Linked DNA regions of Gossypium hirsutum: region 2 is linked to region 1. Evidence: chromatin contacts called from public Hi-C data. All regions are on one chromosome and are shown on one strand. The core of a region is the stretch at or near the end of the contact, and the rest is flanking DNA. Distances in the headings are between cores, read along the strand shown.

Evidence for each region. Hi-C and Micro-C count contacts between places; a contact is called where the count stands out from the background.
Region 2: a contact with region 1 is called in a Hi-C map of leaf, with 2.6 times the contacts expected there. The contact joins the promoter of LOC107886482 here to the promoter of LOC107886489 in region 1. A contact is called at or near these places in 2 of 34 Hi-C or Micro-C datasets (both in leaf).

What each region holds. Positions count from the first base shown.
Region 1 is chrA03:94,059,267-94,066,351 of Gossypium_hirsutum_v2.1, forward strand. LOC107886489 reads left to right here and starts at 5,161. Exons shown (of 6, transcript XM_041098771.1): 1 at 5,161-5,492; 2 at 6,055-6,122; 3 at 6,222-7,085. The coding sequence starts at 5,363.
Region 2 is chrA03:94,386,232-94,394,100 of Gossypium_hirsutum_v2.1, forward strand. LOC107886482 (probable pectate lyase 5) reads left to right here and starts at 4,245. Exons shown (of 4, transcript XM_016810454.2): 1 at 4,245-5,031; 2 at 5,136-5,885; 3 at 5,978-6,116; 4 at 6,225-6,702. The coding sequence starts at 4,802. The coding sequence ends at 6,446.

The DNA.
Region 1 (7,085 bases), core at 3,911-6,410:
ATCTTAAGAATAACATTTGCTACACCCATATCCTTCATAACAAAGTTGTTTGACAAGAATTTCTTTGTGTTTTCTATTTGTTCCAATTCCGTGCCAAAAATAAGCATGTCATCTATATATAAGCAAATTATGACGCCTTTTCCATTTTCAAATTTGCTATATATACACTTATCGGATTCATTTATTTTATAGCCATTAGCTAAAACAACATTGTCAAACTTTTGGTGCCATTGTTTTGGTGCTTGTTTAAGTCCATATAAAGATTTAACAAGCTTACAAACCTTATGCTCTTGTCCTGGAATAACAAATCCTTCCAGTTGTTCTATGTACACTTTCTCTTCCAATTCACCATTTAAAAATGCAGTTTTAATATCCATTTGGTGAACAACCAAATTATATATAGAGGTGAGTGATATTAAGAGTCTAATTGTAGCAATTCTTGCTACTAGAGCATAGATATCAAAGTAATAAATACATTGTTTTTGTGTAAAACCTTTGGCTACCAACTTTGCTTTAAACTTATCAATGGTTCCATCGACCTTCATTTTCTTTTTGAAGATCCATTTATAACATATTGGTTTAGAACCTGGTGGAAGATCAACTAAGATCCAAGTTTGATTTCTGATTATTGAATCCATCTCATCATTTATTGCTTCTTTCTAAAAAGCAGAGTCTTGAGATTTCATTGCCTCTTCAAATGTAATAGGATCAGATTCCGTATTATGACAATAAGGTACCTTATTACATACACTTTCACATTTTCTTTCTACAAGAAACTTAATGAAATCTGGTCCAAAATCTTTGACCTTTTTAATCCTCTTACTTCTTCTTAATTCTTGACAAGATTCATCATTATTATCAATTTTTTCTAATGGAATCTCATTCTCATTTGAAGAATAAATCAATTATTGTGGCTGTAATTGTCTTGATATAGAATTAAATCTATTTTCATCAAAAATAGCATCTCTTGATTCAATAACAGTATTAATTGAAATTGAATCATTTAGTTCAATTATCATGAACCTATATGCCTTGCTATTATGTGCATATCCTATAAATATGCATTCAATTCCTTTTTCACCTAACTTTTTACGTTTAGGTGTTGGAACTTTGACAATAGCTCTACAACCCCAAACCTTCAAATAATTAGGGTTTGGTTTTCTTTTCTTCCATTGTTCATAAGGGGTTATTTTAGTTTCCTTATTAGGAACTCTATTCAATATATGACAAGCTGTTGGAACAGCTTCTCCCTAAAAACCTTGTCCAAGATCTGAATATGATAATATTGAATTTACCATTTCAGTCAAGGCTCTATTTTTCTTTCAGCTACACTATTTTGTTGTGGTGTGTAAGGGGCTGAAACTTGATGGACAATCCTAGTGGATTCAAAATAACATGGATTATAGTATTCTCCACCTCTATCTGATCTTAAGCACTTGATTAATGATTCGCACTGAAATTCAACTTCAGATTTATAAACTTTAAATTTATCAAGCGCTTCATCTTTTGAATGTAATAAATATACATAACAATATCTAGAACAATCATCAATAAAAGTAACAAAATATTTCTTTCCACCTAATATAGGAGTATTATGCATGTCACATGAATCACTATGTATCAAATCAAGTAATTTTGTTTTTCTTTTAACCTTAGGGAAATGGTTTCTTGTAATTTTAGTCAACTTACATGTATTGTATTTTTCAATATTATTATTAAAAACAGGAATTAAATCTAACTTATACATGTCATTCAATTTCCTATAAATCAAATGACCTAATCTATAATGCCATCAACAAAAAGATTCAACCATATAAGCAGAAATAGTATTTTTATTTTTATTAATAATATTTAGTTTGAACATACTCTCATACATATACCCTTTCCCTACAAAAATTCCTCCCTTAGACAAAATAAACTTATCTGCCTCAAAAACAAGTTTGAAACCAAACTTATTTAACAGACTTCTAGACATTAAATTCTTTCTAACTTCTGGTACATAATATACATCATTTAAGGTAAAAACCTTTCCAGAAGTGAATTGTAGTTCAACAAATCCTTTGCCTTTGATTGCTGCAGTGGAAGAATTTTCTATGTACAACACATTGTCATTTTCACATTGTGTGAACTTTGTGAACATGCTTTTGTCTTTGCACACATGTTTGGTTGCTCTGGTATCAATCCACCATGTATTATCATCTTGTGCCATATTAATTTTAGATATCATTGCAATGAACTTTTCATTATTATCAGCCTTAGAAGATGATTTCTTCTTTAAAAATCGACATTTGTTCTTGAAATGTTCCGGCTTACCATAATAATAACATGAGCCCTTTTGTTTCTTTTTGAACTTAGGTGCTCTATGAGTCTGTTTGAACTTTCTCTTGAATGGTTTAGAAGTCTGTACTTCCTCCATAACATGCACTTTGGCATTTTCAGAATTTATATTCTGATCTTACTTTCGATATTCTTCTTCAATACGAAGATGATTTGCCAAAGCCTCAAGAGATATTTTCTCTTTCTTATGTTTTAGACTTCTTTTAAAATCTTTCCAATATAGAGGAAGTTTGTCTATTATGGATGATACAATAATCATTTCATCCATTTTCATATCATATTGCTTAATTGATTCAGCATCTTTTCAATATCACGGAATTGTTCCATAACAAAGCGACCATCAACCATTAGATAATTATTGAAACGACTGACAAGAAATTTCCTACTTGTAACATCTTCGGTCATGTATTTTGTCTCTAATTTGTCCCATAATTCTTTAGCAGTGACCTCGTTTTGATAGGTGTCGAACAAACCATCTGATAAACCATTCAATATGTGGCCCATGCACATGTAATCAGCATTGTCCTATTTTTGTCTTTCTCGGGTTGCAACAACAGATTCGTTTTTAGTCCCTTCAAGTCTTGGAGTATCCAAAACATAAGCAATCTTCAAAGTTGATAATAAGAAGTGCATCTTTTTCTGCATCGTAAAAAATTACACCCATCAAATCGATCAAGTTTGACAAAATTGGAAGCCAACTTCTTTAGTGTTCCACTTTCATGTGTTGTGGTAGTCATCATGAATTATAACCTTAAAAATGTTAGTACAAATATTCAGTGAGGAAAATCTTGAACACATGAACGAAACTCGAACAGAAGAAGAAATAGGACAAGGCTCCAAGATGTGTATCAAGCTATTATCTTTAAGGTTATATTCGCCCCCACCTATCTTCGGTGTGCAAATGAGTTTCAAGCAAATTAACCTCGAAGATACAATGAAGCCAATGGCTATTTGCGTTTTGCACTGACGAGAATAGCCCACTACACACTGAGCAATATATGACAAGGAACTCAATTTCTATAAAGGATTTCTACAGTAATACTTTATAGAATAATCTAATAATATTAGAAAATGAAGGATGAAAAGAAAGAATATTAGAATTTGTTGGTATGATTTCCAAATGAAATCTCATTCCTATTTATAGGAATTTTCATGTCTCTTCATAGAGGCATCTTTCATCAATATGTGTCTTTCTGAATACTAATGTCTTTAAAATAAACACGTAATTATTCATTTAATTATAACTATTCAAATAAAATTATTTAAATAGTTATAATTCTTTTTCAAAAAATCAAACAATATAATCTTTTGATTAATTACACCCATTCATTTATAGTTATTAGAACACTATAAATATTTGAAAATGTTCCAACACGATGAACCAGCACCGCCACTACCTCTTCCACCTAAATCTGAACCAAGGTTAATTTCCATTGAAAGCCAGCTTCCAAAAGGAACTCTTGATGATAATGATGAAGAAGTTGGCTTTCTAGTTATATATTTTTTATTTTTTTATGTATTTAGAATTTTATTAATTTTAACTTTTTTACATAATTATATTTAAAAATATTTTAAAAAAAAAATGAAATTTTAGAATTTTAAAAGATTTTTTTGATATTTTTAATTTTTAAATAAAATTTGGAATTTATGATATTTTAAAGGATATTTTGATTATTTTTAAAATTTTAAAAAACATATTTTTAATTCCAAAAAATAAATAATGAAATTTCAGAATTTTTTAGAGATATTTTTGAAAATTTTTTAGAATCATCATTAAAAAAAAGTTGTAAAAGGACTAAATTGAATGTTTTAGTTATAATTTAAGAGTCAAATTAGATATTAACTCTTGGATTAATATGCCATGTCACTTTTCATAAAGGCTGTAACCCTCGTTAACGAACGAGTGACCAAAACTTTATAACTCGATCATAATAGTAACAAAAATGTAATTTTTTATAATTCAGTGGCAAAAAGAAAAAAATTGAATAAAGATGAGTGACTATTTATGTAGTTAACGCATAAAATTATTATAGGAAAGAATTATTTAAATTAAATTTTTATGTAAGATACTGTAATAAAGTAAAATATAAATTATTGAAGTAAATAAATAAGATTTTTAAACTAATTTTTATAAAATTAAAAAGATTAAATAGAAAGCACATGTTATTTATATAAAGTTATACAGATGTCGAAAGTGTAGACTATCCATATCGGATTTTTGTCAGCTTCGGTTATATAAGAAATAATAAAAAAGGTAAAAGTAATTTCTCACGATTTTAGGAAGATTTAATTTTTTACACATTTAATAAATATTTTTAAAAATAATCAAATAATTCTTCAAAAAAGGTCAAGAATTTCACTATCCATATATGAATATTACTTTTTTAGTGAGAAACTTTGACTTTTTTTTGTTTATATAAGATTATATTTACCCAAGTATTTAGAAAAATGGGGAAGTTGAATTTTTATAATTAAAAAAATTATGAAAATTAGTATTTTTATTATCTTTAATATAATTGGTATTGAAATATATTTAAGGTAAATAATTAAAAATATAATCAATTTAAATTTATTATTTTAAAATTAAAAATAAATTATATTTATTAAATAACCCGACACGAAATTCTAAGGTATTCAAGTGTTAAAAATAAAAATAAAAATAAAAATATTTCTCTCTATTTTGTATAATTTTGGATATATCCAATAATCATAAAAAAATGGAGATTAGGTGAAGCCTAACCCAGTTCCTATTTATATGGGTTAAGTTTAATAAGCCCGAACTCAAATATAAAAACAGGCCGATTCTCACTACTTCAGTTTTAAAGGACAAGACAGGCTTCAACATGTTCTAGTTAGTTTGTTTCGCGCATGCCGCCATTTAGGCCGAAGTCTGTTCGTCTTCCACACTAACAAACCCCCCCTCATTCCACAAAACTCTACCTCCTTTTCCTTTTCCTTTTCTACTTAAAACTCGAAACCCTTTTTTTCCCCGGTTATAGGTCGCCGTCTTCCTTTCAAAAAGGAAATGGAAAAGCCGGATTCCACCTCCGGTTGCGGTTGTTCCGATGTCTACCACAGTATTTTCATTGATTCCAACCTTGATACTCACCTCGCCATGATCGTCTCCGACTCCGAAACCGTTTCCGATCTTAAAAGTATGATACTTTCTCCCTTTCCCCTCTCATCTTTGATTTCTTGGTGTTTTGGTTTACCATTTGTCTTTTTAAGTAAAGTTTCATTCTTTGCTTTTGGAGGATACAAATTTATCTTCTTTAAAGTAATAAAGCAACGTTATCGGCTGGACTTTGTTTATTTTTCAATACCAGTTCAAAGTGTTCATCCATTTGAGACCTCAAGGATCAGAACTTGAATAGGAAATCTAAAATTTCCCCTGTAATTAACCTAAAATTAGGTGAATTAAAGTGCTGAAGTTGTTGTAGCCATTGAGAATTCCTCTAGAATGCTTGAACAGGAAAAGAAATGGTGCATTGTTTTGATATGTAGAATGTAGATATAGTTATGTTATGGAAGTTATGTATTATTTCTCCTTGTGCTTTATCATTCTCAAAAATAGTCACTGGTTCTAGTTGTCTAACATATTTTGATCTTAATTTAGTTTATCAACTTTTAGTAACTGACATATCAACTTCATCTTTAAGATCAAGTGTTGTAAAGTTCTGTTTTAGTTAGTAATATCTATGTGCTGCTGATTTGCAGAAAAGATACTGTATGAACACCCGTTGTGCTTTCCCAACATTGGGGAGATAAAGATTAATGCGTTAAAGGTTGGTGCTATATCTTGTACTGTTATGATGCTACTTGTTAAGGATGTCTTACTGTTGATTTTAAATTTTACATTGACATGGCTTTGTTAACATGAATAGGTAAAGCGCAAAGGATTTCTTTATCACCTTTCTGATTCCATGTTTGTGAAAAGTGCTTTTGGTGGAGTGAGCAGGAGTTGGTTTCTTTCGGTTGATGCCTCGAGTGCTAAAGAGCATAGGGAAAATCATAATTCCATTGAACCTGATGCTGGCAACATTGTAGCCTGCTTCGGTACTGGAATTAATAATTATTCGGTTGATGTTGTTGATCTTCTACCTGTTGATAAAGCCAAAAGATTGTCCAATGTCAATGATGCACCTTTGCTACAAGACAGAGATGACTGTCATGCAAAACAGAATTCTGCGTCTCAACAGTTTGGTTTTAGCAATTCCACCAAAGAAAACTCAGGAAATTTGTGTAAGGAAGCTGAACATACAGCTGATAGTAATAATCAGGTTTCGTTCCCTGCTACCAACACGGGGTCAAGGCCGAAGGTACAGTCGAAAGATGTTGGAGATGACAAAATATCTGAAGATCTACAAGCTTCTGTAGCTACATCTGTTTTAAAGGAAAAGCAGAAAACTAAAAAGAGAAACAAATATGCCATCCACCATGATTCTAAAGAAAATGGTGCTTTAGTTGTTGAATCTGGGAAAGATGCATTGGATTCAGGCCATGTACTTGAGGAAAATTTGATTCATAATGGACAAAGTTTGGCTTTGAATGACGCAAATCTGGGAAACCAAATTCATGTGGATGAAGCCTCTCGGAGTTTGTCTTCTGACAGAAATAAGAGGTCAACTGCTAGGAAAAGGATGGCCGATGGGGGAATAAACGTTCCAGGAGAACATTCTGAATTGGAAACTAATAAACATAAAGATGTTGCTCACAAGGATCAGGAACATGAGTCAAAAGAAGATTCC
Region 2 (7,869 bases), core at 2,995-5,494, 330 kb after region 1:
CGTCGATGAAGTGTACAAACTAGAAACCATGTACAACGTGTGGAGACACGTATTCCCACCTGTCTCAAATGAACGTAAGTGGCCGCTTGTATCGCTTGCTCCGTTTAAGCTGTTACCAGATAGAGAATTGCGTCGCAAACCAAAGGGTCGACCTTGCTCTACTAGAAGACGTACCAATATGGATATCCAAGAAACAACCAATCATCAGAAGTTGTGCGGATGGTGTAGGAACCTGGCCATACAAATAGATCATGTCCAAATCGAAATAGTTGATAGCTGTCGTAAAAAATTATGTTGTATTATTTATATTTTCTTAAATGAAACTATGTTGTATTATAATTTTCTTATTCAAAAGAACTTTTATTTTTATTAAATGAAACAATATAAAATTTTTTTACAAATATATTAAAAAAATCAATGTCCGTGGCGGTCGGAATTAGTGCCACATGGGGGTCACCGACGGGTCCGTGCTTGATTCCTCAGTCGATCAGCTTCTGGCGGGGGTTGTGGTTCCTCCGACAGGGGATCTGGTTGTGGGTGTTGGGAGGGTGACCCACCTTGATAGAATAATGATTGCGGCGGTGTTTGCATCACCCATGGCGGAGGTGTTTGAATCCCGTAAGGTAATGGGGATTGGTAGAAAAAAGAGTTCCTTGATGGTGCCTCGTGTGATCCTTCATGCGATGGCGGCCTATAGATCGAAGGTTGACTTGGAGTAATTGAGAACGGAGATGAACCGGGCCATGGATTCCAACCTGCCATAAGGTTAGGAAAAGGAAACATATAAGGGTTAGGATACATATAAGGGCTAGGATACGCACCTGACATAATCTAAAAAGGCTATGATGTAGGTGTGGTCGGTTGAACTGTTGGGCCTGATGATTGTGTGGGCGCTGTTGATGGGCATGCGTCATCGTCCCTTCCTTTTGGATTTAAAGGGCCCTGTCGTTCTCTTTGAGCACGAATTTGTCGTCGCCTCTCCTCTTCCTGCAATAAATATGGCTTGCCATGGATCCTAAACCATGCATGTATTCTGATACGCAAGCTAACTCTGGAACGATGATCAGTTCCTGAGTAGGTATATAATCATATCGATTTTCCCATATTTCGATATAGTATGACCAGAATCTCGGCCAATCCGTATGTAGTTACCGTAAGTCGACTTTGTGCTCATCATCAAACACCTCGGGTGTCACAAGAATCGGTTGTCAGAATTCAAATTGTCGCAATACTCTATCTGACTGGTGCATCTCCACGATAGCATAGTTCACCAATGGAACCTTCACATGCCAAACGTTTGGATTTTGAAGGAATTCATCCGGAATTACTGCCCGAATTGCCGGATCCTCGTATGGTATCCATTGAAACTGTATGAACATGATAAAAATATTACTTATATATATAATACATAATACATAATACTAAATACTAAATACTAAATACGAAATGACTATTTTATTTAATACTTACTTCTGCTTCTGATCGTTGATTAATAGAAGCCGTATATCTTCGAGAGAGGTAAGTATTCCAACATAACTCGCCGAATGGTTCCACCTAATTAAATAAATTTTTAGCATAAAATTATATTCCAAATCTACGTAATAATTGTAAAATCTAATATAAAACTTACCTCGTTATGAGTGGAAATGTATATAGGTGGTCCACTTGAGGACGTAAAAATGGAAAGCGAAACTGTACCCATGATTGCAGTAGTGATAAGCAACCTCCTATTTTGGCTTTGTTCGGTCACGTCGCCCCGCACATTTCCTTGTACAATGTTGCCAACATGGCAGATCCCCCAACTCAATTCACCAGCTACTCTAAAATCTACGAGTTTCAACAGCCATCTTAGATGTACGAGGTCTTGTGACAAGTCCAGCATCAGATAACCTCCAATCATCTCAAGAATGTATGCCCGAGCATATCATATTCTTTTGAGTTCAGTCAAATCATTATTCGGCTCTGGGTATGTGTCTCGTAACCGTCCCATCTCGATCAGACCTCCGTTAATATTATCCAGTATAGCACCCAAAAGCTCGTAGCATACGGGTCCCCAATCAGTAGATGATGTGGACTTAGTGACTGTGTACCCATCCACCGGCAATCCCAATTCCAAATGCACGTCTTCCAGAGTGATAGTACACTCTCCGCATGGAAGATGAAAAGTGTGCGTCTCAGGTCTCCACCTCTCTATCAATGTACTGATTAGTTTTGGGTCCAACTTGCACCCCCGGCCTATCGTGGCCACGTGCCAAAATCTCACTTCCTGCAAGTAATTCTCGATCAATGGCGATGGAGGACCAAACATATTATGGATGTAGCATTGCAACACCCGATCTACAGACTATTATAAAAATTTATAAAACAAAAATTAATTAAAATTGCTTAATTAATGCAAACATCATAAATGAAAAAAAATCAAGCAGTATTGAAATTGTAATTATAATTGTATAAATGAATAAAATATCAAATAATATTGCAAATTTAATTAAATTTGCATAAATTAAAAAAATATCAATAGTATTGAAAATTTAAAATTATCACTTACCATTGTCATTTGATCAACGGAGATGTGCTTATTATCGAGACAGATTAATTCTCCGACCATTGCTAACACGATCGGATTTTTTTAATTTAAAAAAATTAAATTAAAAAATTTTAAACAAAGAAATTTGATAGAATTTTGAGAAAATTTCAGTGAAATTTGATAGATTTTTGAAGGGAATATTGAAAGAATATTGAGAATTATGAGAGAATTGTGTGAAAAATAAATAAAGGAAAAGGAATTTTGAGAGAATTATAGAAATTGTGAGAGATTTGTGTGAAAAAATGATTTAGGGGGGTTTTATAGTTTGTTTTTAGACCGTTGGAAGCCAATAGTCAAATTTTTTACCGTTACACGGGCAAAACGCTTCCCTTGGAGAGCGTTTTGTCCACGTCAGCAAAGTGCGCTCTCAAGGACGTGTTTTTTGCTGACGTGGACAAAGTGCTCCCCCAGGGAAGCGTTTTGCTGACGTGGACACTAAATCGCGCTTACGTGGACATGTTTTCGTGGAAAATGGCCTAATCCGGTAAATAACTCAATAAACGATCCATTTCCGTAATTATATTTTTTAAAGGGCCTTTTTGGGTAAAATGACTTAAATTTGAATTATGTAAAATTTTTTAACTTAAAAAATTAAACTTTGAAATTCTCTCAAATGACCGGTTAATTTTAGAACAATAAAAAAAACCCTATGTTACCAATGCAAATAAATAAATAAATATATAAATATGATATATCATAATAATATATACAAAAGCATGCATGTATGCATAGCTAAAATAACCCTCTTTCACCACAAACTATTATCAATGAACTTCAACTTTTTTTTATTCCTAAACATGCTTTTCTTCTATGCCAAAAACAACTTTTTTATCCTAATAATAAAAAAATTAAAAATACAAAATTAATCACCCTACAAATTAATTACCGAAATGGACTGTTTGCTATAATATTTTTTTGGTATCACTTGACAAAAACATAATACAAAAGCAAAGCAGATGTAGATTATAAAACAAATTTTCAAAATTATTATTACAAAAAATATATAAAAACACATTCCTGCTTACTGGTGGTTTCTTTCAACACAAACTCTTCTCCCAAAAATACTAAACTGCTTTAATCAAGAAAAAATATTATAAAAATAAAATTATTATTTTATTATACATACCAAAAACACTAAATTGTTTTATTCACAAAAATATTATTATAAAACTAAAATTATTTTTTGTTATACATACCACAAATATTAAATTGTTTTACTAAAAAACCATTATTATTATAAAAATAAAAATATTATCTTACTATACATACAAAAAAATTCAACATATATATATAATCCATTCAAATAATATTACATAATAAATTTTCAACCCAAAAAATATTAAAAATGTAAAAATTTAATGCTCAAAATCTCTAACAAATAATAATTACAAAAAAAAAGTCATGAAAGTCTCAAACAATTTTTTGCCATACCATTTCAGTATTTAATAATTTTTTATATTAATTAAGTAAAAAACTAAATAAAAAAATAATAATTAGAAAAAATAGAAAATATGCGTGCTAGGGTGCTTCCTTTCTTTCCAGCACAAACACTCACTCCTCCTAACCCTAAACTACCAAGCCCTATTTCTTTAACACACAGTCAAGCAGGGTACCAAGTTATATATATAAGGTTAAGGGAAAAATGGGGAAATTGGGTGTAAAATTTAGGGCTGAGGAAGAAAAAAAAAAAGACCCTTAATTGTCGGGTCACGTTCGCTGCAGGTGATCAAATCAATGCCGCCTAATTTCTACTTCCCCATGTCTAATTCTCTCCCCATTTTTTGCTTCTCAGTCACGGGTTAGTATTTCTTTTACAACAGTGGTGCAGCCTGACTTTCACCCTCCACTCATTAAAATTATTTTTATTGTATCAAGTTCTACATCATACCAGTGTCGCTGTATAAGTTGGCACTACCAATAAAATATAATTTTTTTAAACTTTATTATGGCCTAATGATAACTTGATAATGTTGGAAAAAAAATGGATGATGCCACCACCTTGTCACACCAATAAATACTCTTCGAAATATATTATTTTAGTAATTAATTTGATTGCAATACCATTTCCATTATTAATTTTATTTTTTTGTGCTCTGAGAGGTAAAAAAGCTTGATTAAGTATTCAGCTTCTCCGATGAAGGTTTTATTTGAAAATAAAATGTACATTTGAATTAAATAATAAAGTTATTTAATTAAAAATTAAAGCTATTCTGTATGTTCTATCTATCCCCTGCTTTATCCCTCATTATAAAAAGCCCTCCTTTGATCTCAGTTTCTCAGAATTTCTCTCCCTTTGTACATTCCCACACTTTATTAAGCAATAAAAAGAAAGCTATAATGGCAATCCCATTGTCCTTTCTACTGCTTTTCCCTCTCTTGGCTCCCACATTTGTTTTCTCCTCACCAGTTCAGGACCCCGAGCAAGTAGTCCAACAAGTCAATGAGTATGCATTAATTTCCTGTACTTCAATATCTTTCATCAATGCCGATTATGAAATACTGAATCATTTTCGTTAATTCCTTTTTGGCTTAATTTTCTGTACTGCAGGAGCATAAGAAATGCTACTATGGCGAGGAGGAGCTTGGGGTTTCTCTCATGTGGAACCGGCAATCCCATCGATGATTGCTGGCGGTGCGACCATCATTGGGAGAAGAACCGTCAGAAGCTAGCCGATTGCGCCATTGGGTTCGGCAAGCATGCCATTGGTGGGAGAGATGGGAAAATATATGTGGTGACTGACCCTAGTGACCATGACCCTGTTAATCCTAAACCTGGAACCCTTCGATATGCTGTCATCCAAGATGAACCTTTATGGATCATTTTCGCTCGTGACATGACCATCAAGTTGAAGGAAGAATTGCTTATGAACTCGTTCAAGACCATCGACGGCCGAGGCGTCAGCGTCCACATTTCCGGTGGGCCATGCATTACTGTTCAGTACGTGACCAACATCATAATCCATGGGATCAACATTCATGATTGCAAGAGAGGAGGGAATGCTTATGTGAGGGACTCTCCTACCCATTACGGCTGGAGGACGATATCGGACGGGGACGGGGTATCGATTTTCGGAGGCAGTCATGTTTGGGTGGACCATTGCTCTTTGTCTAACTGCAACGATGGGCTGATCGACGCCATTCATGGATCCACCGCCATCACCATTTCTAACAATTACTTGACCCATCATAACAAGGTCATGCTATTGGGACATAGTGACACTTACAAACAAGATAAGAACATGCAAGTCACCATTGCCTTTAATCACTTTGGAGAAGGCCTTGTACAAAGAATGCCTAGGTAAAAAATATATATATACTTACAGTCTATGATTAACCTGAATCTCTCTCTCTCTATGTATATACACATATATTAACTTATCACTTATGCAGATGTAGGCATGGATACTTTCACGTGGTGAACAATGATTACACGCACTGGGAAATGTATGCAATCGGTGGCAGTGCTGATCCTACAATCAACAGCCAAGGCAATAGATTTCTTGCACCAAATGATGCAGACAACAAAGAGGTCTATACAATTATATCATTAATTGGTTCCAATATAGAAACTGGGGGGGGGGGGAGAGAGGGGGTAAGCTTTAAACTAACATATTATTATGTGCTAAATAAAATTCAGGTGACAAAACATGAGGATGCGCCGCAAAATCAATGGAAGCATTGGAATTGGAGATCAGAAGGGGATTTGATGTTGAATGGAGCCTTCTTCACCGCATCCGGAACCGGGGCTTCTTCAAGTTATGCCAAGGCGTCGAGCTTGGGTGCGAGGCCGTCATCACTGGTGAGCTCACTCACAGCAGGAGCGGGTGCACTCGTTTGCAAGAAGGGGTCGCATTGCTAGTGAAATGGCTAATAGGAATAAAGATAAGAAGGCTGGAACATGAAAATTATCCCAAATTGTAATTAAAAAGAAGGCAGAATTCATGTTTCTGTATATTGGTGAAATAATGTTGTATTGTTAAGTTTGGAAGATGTATAATATAAGTGTACAAATACTGAATCAGCCTGCTTCTGTGAAACCAGAAAAAAGAGCTGAAAGAAGTGTTTGATAAATTGAAAGTTGAGTTCTATCAATGAAATTACTCATTATTGATTCATATTAGTTTTGGTCACATGGGGTGGTGCAGTGACACAGTGGTGGGAGTGTCGTAGTGGAAGGGGAAAAGGCTTTATTTTCCTTTAATAATTAAGACTTGTATATTTTTGCTTATATTTATGTCGACTGCTTGTTGGTTCCCTTGACAAAGTTGCGAGTTCTGGGACTTTTTTTATCTTTTGTGGGTTTTTATTTATTTATATAGGAAATTAGGAAGGAAGGAGTATATCCTTTAGCTTCGACCGACACCATTTCACGGGCAACCATAAACGACACGTCTCCGACAATATCAGTCACCATAAATGATACTACCTGTCTATCACCCCATCCATAAATAGGATATGAGAGGTTTGTTTTCTTGTAGTGATTGCTTCTTCTTTTTTTTAATTTATTTGTCCATTAGATTGCTTTGCTGTTTGTAGCCTTGTAAGATATTTAAGACCCAAACTAAAAACTACATAATTACAGATCATCTAATCTAAGTTTTGTTCAAGCAAAGAATGCTACAGGCTGCGTAAGACATGGTGGAAGGGTAGGGAGACAAGCTTTCTTTTTGTTATGTTTACTTATAATTTGGTTAAAATATGTAATCAAATTCGGTAGCTTTGGGCTTAAAATATTTTCAAATTTAAGTGAATCACCGAATTTTTAAAATATATCAAATTTTTGAAGAATAAATAAATTTATAATTTAGTTTTTATATAATGTGGCAACAACATAATTCCGAGTTATTTTAGTCAAAAGGAAAATGGATGGATAAATTGGATTCCTTGTATTGGTTATGGAATAGTTGAATTTGGTAACATCGATTTAAACTATAAATTTTGAGTTAATTCTCATTTGAATTATTTTGAATTTAGAATATTAAAAATTAAGTTTGTAAGCTTTTCATTTAATTACTATAAATTTGAATTAATTTAAGATTTGATGGCTTTCGACTTATGATATTATTCTAGATTTGAATATTTTAGGTGAAATGGTTTTGGGTTTCAAATTTGAGGAATTTAAGGCGAGTTAACCCATATTTATGTTAAAGTTTATGAAAACAATGGATACAGCACAAGGAATGTTTTTAGCAATTCAAGATTCCTGCTCCGGTAAAAATTAGGGGGTGTGATGTGGTGTAGTATGGTTCGCCAATTTCAGAGCTTCTTATCTAAATGGTGTG